Regions from separate parts of the Arachis hypogaea genome. Here region 1 is linked to region 2. A link is a contact called in public Hi-C data. All regions are on one chromosome and are shown on one strand. The core of a region is the stretch at or near the end of the contact, and the rest is flanking DNA. Distances in the headings are between cores, read along the strand shown.

Region 1 (5,800 bases), core at 1,773-4,272, 210 kb before region 2:
ATTCTTTTCCTTGCACTTTACTATTGCTTCTACTCACCTTAATTCTTGCCATTTACATTCTATTTATTTATATTCTTGCAATTTAAGGTCTAGTCATTTACATTTAAGTCATTTATTGCTTTCATTTACTTCTTTATCAAGTCATTTATATCTTAGCTTGTATTACCAATTGTTCATTATCCAAATTTGAATCGTCTAACTAGAATAATCAATTAATCATTGCTTGCTTAATCCATTAATCCTCGTGAAAATGATAACCCATTCGCCGTTGTATTACTTGATGCGACTCGGTGCACTTGCCGATAAGTTAAGCATAGAAATCTAGTTTCATGCTATCCCTACCATATCCAAGAACAAAATACAATTATACTCACCAATCACATAGAACAAGATAGAATATAACAGAAAATGAACATAGTCAGACGTATTGGTCCCCAATGAATTATATTATCAGTCGGATTAGTCTCTAAAAATGATTACATTTTGGTATTTTGTAAGACAGGGATCAATTTATCGTCGATCGATCCTACGTGTCAGTTAACATTTGACTCATTTAATTAACGTGCTACGTGGGATATGTTGTTAGGATTTGACGACTCGAGTTGATGGGGACCAATTTGACTAATGTTAATGGTTGTTAAGGACTTATGAAACTATTAAAAATTATTACAGATTAATACGTCTGATGTGGACTTTTTGGGGATTAATTTGAATAAATACTCAATAAAAAATATTACTATTATTAATAAATACCAACATAATTAATTATTAAATGTTGATTTATGTATAATTGACTATATAATACTTTTGTAAAATATAATTGAAAAGAAAGACATACAAATTGGCATCAGAATATACTTTGCCACTCTGGACGTTAGAATGTAAGTCGTTATAGAATTAGAATTATTGGTTATTGATTATTGACTCACGAAAATATAAAAAAAATTATAATAATAATTATTATAAAGATATGAAATAGAATGATAAAATTATTGACAAATATCAATAATCGTTAAAAGTTAATTTGCCTATGAGTGATTATATGATATTTTTCTAAAAAATTATTAAAAACATATGCAAATTAGTATCCGAATAAGCTAGCTCAGTATACCTAGGATTATACTAGTCCTGTTGTAAAATAATATAATAATATATAGTAGTTAATTTAATAGCTAGTATTTTGTAATAATTTTTTTTAGATTTTTTATTTAAATTAAATAAATATAAAAATTACAAAAATATATAAAATATAAAATAATTACTTAAATGTACAGCGTATCACATCTTGAGTATTGAAGGAGGAATTAAAAAATAAGCATATCTTAAATACTCAAATTCCATTCTATGATGGAACGACGGCTAACGTATCCAGAATACACTCGAAATACGTGTTAAGCATAGAAAAGGGTACTAAACATCCAAGATGCGTGTAAATACTGAACACGGTCTCAATATCCGAGATAAATCAGTAACATGTACTAGCAATAATCTAAGAACATCGTGTATAGTTATATAAAAAAAACACATAGTAATACTACATAAACTATGGCCTAACTACTAATGCCGGTCGCCAGGATGGTCTAAGTGGTGTCCCATCTCACATCCATGAGGACGTGTCACTCTTGGAGACCTTGTTGGCCGAGGAAAAACAATTGGGTGGCTCACAGTGGAAGGTGTCTGCTATGTTAGTGGTGGTATTTCCCCATGCATGTGTGGACGTGGTGGAGATGGAAGCGATACTGATCCAGTTATAGGTGGATATGGTGGTGGTGGTGGAACCTGGTAATACGATGATGGGTGCTGATCCATATTGATGCGATGGTGGTAGTAGAGTCCGGTGATGTGATGATGGCATCTGATAGCCTATTGGATGAGTTGTATATAGTCCAAATCATATTCAATGTGGTGCTGAATACCTAGACCTATCGATGAGCCAGGTATGTCGGTATGGTCTCTCTAAGTTCAATCACGATTTGTGTACTGATCCATCGCATCCCCAGATACACCCACAATCTGGAAACATGTCATCGATGTTTATTTCAACGTCTAAGCCAATGTCAAACTGGGTCTACTCTCAGGCAACTCTATCATCCTGGTGATGAGCAGTGCTGGAGCTACCTGGGATGAGGGTCCTGGCTATGTCCGTCTCATGCCCAGCAAAGAATCCCGATGAGAAAATTTCTACATGTGTAGCTGTCGTAGGATCCTCCGATATATCCTCCAGCTATGCATACTCAGCCTCCTTATCTGACAGCTAATTATCTCCCTCAGCACACTATTATATTTATTTGACTTAAGTTAAAATTAATTATAAAAATATTATAACATACTATACATACCTAAGTTAATATAGAAGTTCTAACTAACAAAATCAAAATATCTGACACATTAACTAAATTAATAAAACCTAAACACCTAACTTAATTATTTATTGAAAATAAAATGGAAAAAAATTAACTTTAAAATCCAAAACTCCAGTTATGTGCTAACTGCCAAGTCGCATTTAGTCTGTTGATATTTCTGTCGCAAATATATTATCGGAGAGCCATATGTACTTCAGGAACTCGAACTTAAGCTGTTATAAAGTTACAAAATTCCTAAAAATTATTCAAATGAACGAAAATCTCGACTACTGTGGCATTATATATGTCTCGAAGCATATCTTGGGTGCTGAGACTCGTATTAGGCTTTTGAGTGTATCTCGGATACTAAAACCTTGTTCAACGTTTACACGTATCTCGGATGTTCAGTTTTCGTTTTTCTGTTTAACACGTATCTCGAGTGCACCTTGAATACGTGAATCGTCATTACGTCACCGGGATCTAAGTACTCGAGATGTAATACGTTGTGTATTTAAGTAATTACTTTATATTTTATGCATTTTCGTAATTTCTATATTTATTTAATTTAAATAAAAAATTCCTTCTTTCTTTAAACTTTAAAGAAATCTTAAAATAAAAATAAATATCATCCGGAGAAATAGAAATATTACAATAAAATTCAGTAAATTTAGGATTGATTTGTTAAAATAAAGAAGATAAGAGAAACTGAGAAAGGAAACAGATTTTTTACCCGGGTAGATATAATTTAAAAAATAATAATAAAAAATCATTATATGATTTCACCCGTGTATTCTTATCAACACCCCCAACCCAATAATATCCAAGAATAAAATAAGATTCATCCTGGTAGATAGATCATAGATCATAGATAAGTGATAACCCTAAAACAAAGGTAACGGTCATTCATGTGTGCCACTGCCAGCGTATCCATCTTACGAGCTACTGACGTGCGCAACAACTGAGTAACTTGGAGAGCAGCAAGTGGGAGAACAGAAGGAAGAGAAAGAAATAGCAGCCACTTAACGAGAGCCGTCGATTATTTTCTACTGGACCCCACACACATCACAAGACAATTGTCAATCTTCACGGACGGCTTAGACGGACGTTATAACCGAGGTTAACGCTCGTAAACCCCCCCCCCCTCTTTCTCTCTCTTTCCTTTTCTCTCTCCCTCCAGATCCAAACCCAACCCAAAGAAAGTGCGCGTGTTGTTATTTACTTGATTTAAAACCCAACCCTACTACCACCGTAACCCTCCTCTTCTTCGTTTTTGGTCTCTACACCCTGGTTGGACCAAAGTCCTCTCTCTTTCTCTCTCTCTAACATCTTCTATTCAAGAGACTCATAGAGAGAGAGAGAGACAGAGAAACACTAATCAAACCATATACACATATATAGATAGATAGATAGATATAAACTTATTGTTTATAGCTGTTTGATTTGAATGGCTCAAGCAACGAACGGTGGGGATCTGAATCAGAATGGACAGCAGCAGAGTCAGCAGCAGTGGGCGCAGCCGCATCAGTATCAGCAGCAATGGATGGCCATGCAGTATCCAGCAACCGCCATGGCCATGATGCAGCAGCAGATGATGATGTACCCGCAGCATTACATGCCGTATGTTCATCCTCACCATTACCAGCCTCCGCCGCCGCCGCCGACCGCTCACCACCACCACCAGCATCATTTCAAGCAGCAGCAGACTCCGCCGCCGTCGTCTCAACCGCCGCAGCAGCACCACAACAACCACCATGGCCAGCAGAAGCAGCAATCTGGCTCCAACGGCGAAGAGATCAGGACGATCTGGCTCGGCGACCTTCACCATTGGATGGACGAGAACTACCTCGTCAATTGCTTTGCTCACACCGGCGAGGTATAACTCTCTCTCTCTCTCTCTCTCTCTCTCTCTCTCTCTGGATTTAATTTAAGCTTGTTGCTTGGTTTTGGATTTTGATGGATTCAATGAGATTCTCGTTTTGGCATAATTAATATTATTATCTCGTGTGTTTTGTTAGATGCAGGCAATTATAGTAAAGATAATTCTCTTTCTTACTGAACTTTGCTGTTTCACACTATGTAGTGTAATTAATCCCTCCGCGTTTGAGATATTCTGTTTTGGTATAAATGAACTTGATTTATAACGTGAAGTGGTGTGTATGTACAGAAGTAATTTTTCACATTTGATTCTGACTTCAGATTTAACTGTCAACATGTGTTTGATGAACCGTACATTTTTGTGCAAACAGCAGATTACAGATTGGCTCTCTTTGCTATAACTAGTGACAAGTGAGTTAGTTGAGCTGGCATCTAATCTAGACTTCACGTTTATGTATTGTGTGTCCCTTGATAAATTTTTTGTCTCGTTGTCTGTGATTGCTGGACTAGGCTGATGTAATTTAAGACATACTTCCGTTTTAGTCTTTGGTGTTTGTTACTGTAAGATGTCTAGGAGTTGCCATGGGGTGGTCCAAGTGGTCCCCTAATCTGAAGGCTGAAGATGTAGGTCTGTTGAGACCAAGCTTTTTATTTAACATAATGCATTTGCGATCTCTTAATTGCAATGTGGAAACAAGTGTAACAAAAGTCAAATCGGCCCAATCTTTGATTCCTCCTTTTGTAAATGACCATGTGTTGAAGATTGCCATTAACATCTAGTCATTACCTTTTAGGGGAATCCCTGAACCTTTTAAGCTTTTGCGATTCCTATTTTCTCAAATTTAGTGCTTCACTCAACAAAGCTACTTGAATTTTGACATTGTGTTATCTTATTTGCAGGTTTTATCAGCCAAGGTCATACGAAATAAGCAGACAGGTCAGTCAGAGGGATATGGATTCGTGGAGTTTTATTCACGAGCAACAGCTGAGAAAGTTTTGCAGAACTATAATGGTACAATGATGCCAAATACAGATCAGGCATTCCGGCTGAATTGGGCTACATTCAGTACAGGCGATAGGCGATCTGATGCTGCTACTTCTGATCTCTCTATATTTGTGGGGGACTTGGCTATAGATGTTACTGATGCTATGCTGCAAGAGACTTTTTCTAGTAGATATTCATCCATTAAGGGAGCAAAAGTTGTAATTGATTCTAATACTGGCCGTTCCAAAGGTTATGGTTTTGTTAGGTTTGGTGATGAAAATGAGAGGACAAGGGCAATGACTGAAATGAATGGCATTTATTGTTCAAGTAGGCCTATGAGAATAGGTGTTGCAACACCCAAGAAAACTTATGGCTATCAGCAACAATATTCTTCACAAGGTTTGTTAATTTTTAATTCACGTTGACCCTATATTAATTTGGTATGTTCACATCATGCTTTCCTTTTTAAGCTAGTTGATCATTTATGTCTATGATGAAATTTGTAAGTAATGCATGATATACTATTTGTAAAACATAGTTCAAGTAGAGTTGTTAATGCTCGTATCAAATGCCTTGCATCGTCTATTTGTATGGTTTG
Region 2 (6,369 bases), core at 2,924-5,423:
ACAAGAAATAAGAGCTCTTTGAAAGAGAAAATCGATTGAATTATTTACAGTTTTCTGAAATAAATCAAAAAGCATTTGAAGCTCTAAAAATAATCTATGACAAATTGAAAGGAGAAGTTAAAGAGTTAGAAACATTAATAGAATCTCTAGAAAATAGTGATGAATTGATGATAGAATTTGCAGAAATTCTAAGATAAATAATGAAGTATACAAAGATTGAAAGACCAGAAAACAAAATAAAAAGAAAAAGGGCGAAAAAAATTAAAAAGTAAAATAAAGGAGTACAAAAGGGAATTAAATAATATTCAGTTCGAAATTAATGACCTTATAATAGAAAGGATAGAAATAAGAACAAATATAAACAAGTTGGAGTTAAACTTAAAAAATTTATAAATGCCTGGAACACCATATTATGATTTAAAAGAATTAAAGCTGTTGAAAAAAAAAATGGAGAATGAAGTTGAAAAATTAAAAAGACATTTAGAAACAACAAAAAGTGTAGAAATAAAAGAAGTTTTGGAGGATTTGAAAAATTATATCAAAGAAAAAGACAAACAAATAAAAAATTTTATATACAATAATCAATGCAAAAAAGAATATTATAAACTAAAACAAGATTGAAAAACTATAAAAATGAAATCAGAATTAGTAATAGTAGAAATGCTCAATACTTTTGATTATGAAATTACAAATTATAAAGTACCACTAACCAAATCTATACAAATTATAAACTTATTCGAAACAAAATATGAAGAGTTGATTTTAAAAATTGGTATCAGAGCCAAGTTAACGATTAAGGGTAACACTTTTTCTTTAAGCAACACTTTTAGTGATACACTTTTAAATCAATAAAAAACAAAAATCTGTAATCTGTACCAAAACACATCTGTACACTAGATGGACCCTATCAAAAATTATAAGCAAGACTAATATGCATGCAAAATGGCCAAAAAATATATACAAGTATAAAAGAAATGAAACATATTAATTTTACAAGGTGCAATCACATTTTACAAGGTGCAATCACAAGGAGAATTACAACATCTACCTTAACGGAAAAAGACAAAGGAAGTATAACCCACAAAATTAGGGTGAAGAGGAAGGGTGTTAACGTAATTTTCCAAACTTAGTAAGGTTTACTGTATAAACCAAGCAAGGATTTTTCCCTCTCTTCTACTCTTTTCCTTGCAGCTTCTCTTGCCTTAAGAGCTGCTTTCTCTTCTTCAGGGATAACTTTAGCTTTGCACTTCTCTTCAGGTCTCTTCCTCTTACCAACAGTAAGAGATGAAGGGGTACCTTTCACATTTCTTTTGGAATTCAAAGAATAACTAACAACTGGCCCTGGTGAAGGTCCATTTTGAGATTTATTTTCAGTTTTTTCTTTGACTAATTTTGATTGTGAAGTTGACAAAGATTTTGAATTTGGTCCACTGATCCCAGCATTTGACGAAAACTGAGGTGAGGCATATGCTTCTTCCTGAGTCACCCACTTCCCTGTTGAAATTTCTTTGAGTAAAGGTGTAGATTACATTGAAGGCGATATTGCAGACGATACCATTTGGTTTTAAATAATCTACGATATTCACTTATAGAAATCGTGTGTAATGTCACTTAATCACAGACGAAATCAAATAATCAATATAATATTAGTTCATAGTTCATATAGTAAAATGAGAAAAGGAGAAGAATAAGGCCCAAACCAAGAGCATCAGAATAGTAAAACCCTGATTTTGGATCATAGCAAAATCCATTTGTTTTATGGTAGTAGTAACCTGAATTGTCATCGAACTGCCATTCTGCAAATTATGCAGTCAACATCAGGTATGCATAAAATAGAATTGCATGACAAAATACGCTTGAAAGTCGCAATGCATAGTTACATGAGTTGAGTATATAAAGCTAAGTGGATATTTTATCGATCCGTAACAGCAGCAAAAATGTATTTTTGTTTAAATCTCAACTCAGAATAAATAACGATACACAATATGAGAAAAGGCAAAGCAGTTCCAAATTTCTCTAAGGGGAAAAAAGGTTAATTATTTTTTTTTTTTATTCGACTAATTTTTGCATTTCATTGATCTTGGTGTGACATGAAAACATATCTAATTTTCGATATCGCAAATGTTCAACAGTTTTTATTTTCTTATCTTTTATTTATGAGTTAATTCTAGGATACCTACAGAATGCTATCAGACTAAGCCAATTAATTATTAATAGACATGTATCAAGAAAATAAATAAACAAAAACTCATACTTACAACCTTGGTCATCCAATTCATGAGATTGTCTGGTTTCCTCAAACTTTGCTTTATCCTTTTGATAGCTGCGCTGTGCTTTCTGCAAAAGAGAACACAGATATAATAAAAGTTATACATCTAATCTGAGTGTAAATGCATATAAAACATTAACACTTGTCTAGATATTTTCAAATCCTGTACAACCTATTTTTGAGTTCCTAATCCGAAGTTGCAAAAATTGTATAGTCCCTTTGGAATTTGAAGGCTGTTCTGAAATCAGGTCTTATATTTGGACTATAAGCAATAGTATACATGTGGAATTGTGAGTTATGCATTAGTCATGTGGATCACATAAGATACTGTTTATTATCATAAATCATGGTCGTAGACAAGCTATTAAAACTAAGTTATGAAAATGGTTTTGTATATAATTTTCTAACCCCATCTAATATCTATCTATTGGACAGCCCTGGATCTGATATACTCTTATTACTAAACAACCGACTAAGGTGATTTTATCATCTTTCTTTTTTAACTTTTTCACAACAAGTGCTATCCCATTTATTTCAAATGTAATGATTACTAATTCACAAGCAAGCTTTCCAGTGAAACTAGACAAAAGGCATATACACAGAAATAAATCATACGCTTCTATATCAGAAGCTAGCATATACTCAAAGGGTTTTTGAAACAATGGACGAAAGAGCCAGGTAAGCATCATTTTAACCAATAAGAGAAGTGTAAAAAGATTTTACCGCTTCAATTTGCTCAAGGGCGCGAGCTGTTTCCTTCTGCTCTTTCTCCTTAGTAGCATTCTCCTTTCGCATAACAGCTAGCCTCTTGGCAACATTGTCTTTGTGGCGTTGACCAAGCTCATGATTTCTAATGCTCGAAGGATTGTTCGATATATAAATTTTACAAAAGTCACACCATTTGTTACCCTGGCTCACCCAGTACTGAGAACAAAAAAAATAAAATGTAATCAATAACAAAGTGCCTCCAATCAAAATCCATTACAACTCACAAGTCTAACTTACACACATCATAAAAGTGAACAAATCACCACATCTCAATAATCCACATTAATATTTGCATTCTTCTCTAACGAAGGAAGCAGGATCATATAATGCAAACAATAGAACTACCTTCGGTTGAAAATATTTGTTGACTTGACAACATTAGTAATCAGAAGTCATATCATATTAACAATGTAGTGAAATAGACACAGCTTACAGTTTCATCAACCTACACTTCTGTGAATTATTATAATTTACAAAACCAAAATAATATTACATTAATTTGGCTTTTAGGTACCAAAGCTGGCATCTAGTATCACAACTGAGAATTAACACGGGAAAGGTAATTTTGAATGCGGGAACATAGAACGTAAATTTAAAAGAAAAAATAGAGAAAGCTAAAAGCATGGAATATAATTAGAGAAATTAAATTAATAAAAATTGGGCATTTACTTCCGTCATGGCAGTAAATTAGGGTTCCGAATAGGAGGGTACGAAGAGATTTTGGAGATGTAGGTTAAGCTCTGAAAAGCTTGGAGTGGTTGGAACTTTGAAACTAGGCGTCTCTAAATGTCTTCAACTTTCAAAACCTTGACAACGAAGAAGAGGAGCTCGAAAACTCGGTCCGAGACGTGAGAGACACCGCAATGACGGAAACGAACGACTGCATCGGCAAATTCTTTAATGGGCCTGTGCCAAAATAGAGTCAGGAAGAGAGTTTTCTAGGCCCAAAAAACATAAAGGTCTGACCAAAATGAAAAAAGAATCATAAGCCGCCAACGGGTAGGAGGCCTGATTCAAGTGGCACATTATATGCCGCTGAGCCTTTAGTTGAATGGCAAAATATAGTGTTTTTTAATATTTTTCATCTGGGATCGATCCTTGGCAATGATGGAGTAATAGATGACAAAAAAAAAAAAAAAAATTGACATATCATGTGTCTACCAAACAACTACATTCGAATTCGAATTTGAATTTGAATTTGGCTTTAACCGTAGTGAACCAAAAAAAAAAAATCCATATAATATAATGTGAATTTTTATTTAGTATATGTTTCAACTTTTAAGATAGTCTTTCCTAATTAGAATGGGCAAATACGAAAATTATCAATTCTAATTAAAATATAAAAAAATTTCTAACTTACAATTTTTTATTATTAGGCCAATATTTTTAATTTAATTATTTTTATTTTCAATGTTCTCTTCATATGTAAGAGAAAAGAAAGAGAGACAGGAAAAAAGAAGAATACTGCGGAAGAAGAGTAAAAAAAAATGAAAGAGGAGAAAATCAAAATATAGAAAAAGTATAAAATGATAAAAAAGTAGAAGAGGTAAAGTAACAAAGAGCAAAAACAAAGGAGGAGGGAGTGAAGAGAAAGGACAAGGACAAGTAGAAGAAAATAAATTCAGAATTATGAAGGAAAAATAAGGATCTAATCCAAAATACTTTATTAAGTTTGGGTCTACAAGTTGTTCTTCTTCTGTGTTTTATCCTAACAATTAAACATGTTTTGTTTTTTGAGTAAATGTTCTATTTGGTCTCCGAAATTCAAATTGCATATTAATTAAATTCCTGACTTTCATAAATGTCCAACTACGTCCCTTAAATTGAAAGACGTGAGTCTCCATTTGTTCTCGAGTAAACTGCCATCTTAATAGTGCTTCCGTCTTAATAACCCCTTAAATTCCTGACTTTATGCTAATAATATAAAAACGACGTCGTTCAAGGAGAACCCACCTGAAACCTGCCTCATCCTTGCTGAGACCTGGAGTTTCCATCTCCCCTCTCTTCTTCTCCATCACCCTTTATTCCAAGAAGACATTGCCACAGAAGACTCCTTCACCACATGTTGCAAGATACCGAGACCGATCCTCACACTCTGTGCCCTTAACCATCTCCTGAAGTCATGGTTGTTGTCGCATGGGCATTGCCACGCAAGGCCATCACCGTGCCTCCCCCGATTTGAAAAATCAGAGTATCGTCTTCATCGGTGACCCCTAATTCAACTTGGAAGTCTCTTTGGCCTCTTGTCCGACTGCACGCCGTGTCCTTCTCCCTGAAGATGTCTCTGCTTCGGCGCTATTGTGACACCGCTCCTCTCCTCCAGCGGCAATTTCACGTCTGCGGTCATTTATAAAAGTCAGGAATTTAATTGATGCACGATTTGAATTTTGGAGATCAAATGGGGTATATACTCTTTGTTTTTCTATACCTTTGTGTTCAATTTTTTAAGACAAATTAAACATCCGTAAGAGTTTGTGACAAATTCCTGAAGGAAGTGAATTTGAATCTTCTTTGATAACATAATAGACAATTTCTAAGTACTTCCATAAACACTCATTGGAGGTATACTTGATTTTGATGAGTTGATCGAGATAATTGAATGTTAGTTTTATGGAATAATTTGAAGTTCGCTTAGTATATGATGGACTTGAATTGTGTAGTAAGAATACTAATGATAATTTTAATGAAGGAGTGATCTGGATGAATGGTTTGAGAAATTTGATAGTTATATTATTGATGGGTTAAGGAGAGAGTACAAAGGCTAGTGGAATTTGATATGTTTGTTAGTTAGTTACTGTTCCGGCTCAACCCATCAGCGACCCGGGTCCGGGCTTGAGTGGCTGACCCGACGGGTCATACAACCCGAGCCAGGAAGGGACCTGCCTTCCCTTCCTCATCCATGTGGAACCTGGACAGCTAGCAGAAGCTTCTAGGAAGGTGGGCCTGACCACAAGGGGTCCACCTGAGTACGGACTATAAGAGGAGAGGGACCTACCCCTCCCCAGAGGTACGTCACTTACTCTAACCCTAAATCACTGCCTCTTGTACCGATACTGAATTGAGCGTCGGAGTCCTTGCAGGTGGCCCTACCACATTGTCACCTCGCGGATCCCAGCCCGCAACATCCTCCAGACTCGCAGCTTGTGCTCAGGTCCTAACCCCTTCAAGTCTCTACTCAGCATCAGTTCGTCCCGATCCACTACACACCCGAGCAGACAAAACATTGGCGCTGTCTGTGGGGACCTGACACAGATGGATTTCCTTCTGGGAAAAGAAGAAGAGGAGGCACGCGAGGAAGTGGGAACTCGCCAGATGAGTAGGTTAGCTTCTGT

Evidence for each region. A called contact is a pair of places that touch in the nucleus more often than the background predicts.
Region 1: a Hi-C map of leaf shows a contact between it and region 2, with 6 times the contacts expected there. The contact joins the promoter of LOC112715552 here to the promoter of LOC112715549 in region 2. A contact is called at or near these places in 3 of 8 Hi-C or Micro-C datasets (all in leaf).

Annotation. Positions count from the first base shown.
Region 1 is chr10:34,037,169-34,042,968 of arahy.Tifrunner.gnm2.J5K5, reverse strand. It overlaps LOC112715552 (polyadenylate-binding protein RBP47), which reads left to right and starts at 3,022. Exons shown (of 6, transcript XM_025767323.3): 1 at 3,022-4,215; 2 at 5,118-5,601. The coding sequence starts at 3,787.
Region 2 is chr10:33,830,182-33,836,550 of arahy.Tifrunner.gnm2.J5K5, reverse strand. It overlaps LOC112715549 (zinc finger protein ZOP1), which reads right to left and starts at 4,173. Exons shown (of 5, transcript XM_025767319.2): 1 at 3,707-4,173; 2 at 2,993-3,193; 3 at 2,262-2,337; 4 at 1,701-1,796; 5 at 959-1,494. The coding sequence starts at 3,715. The coding sequence ends at 1,127.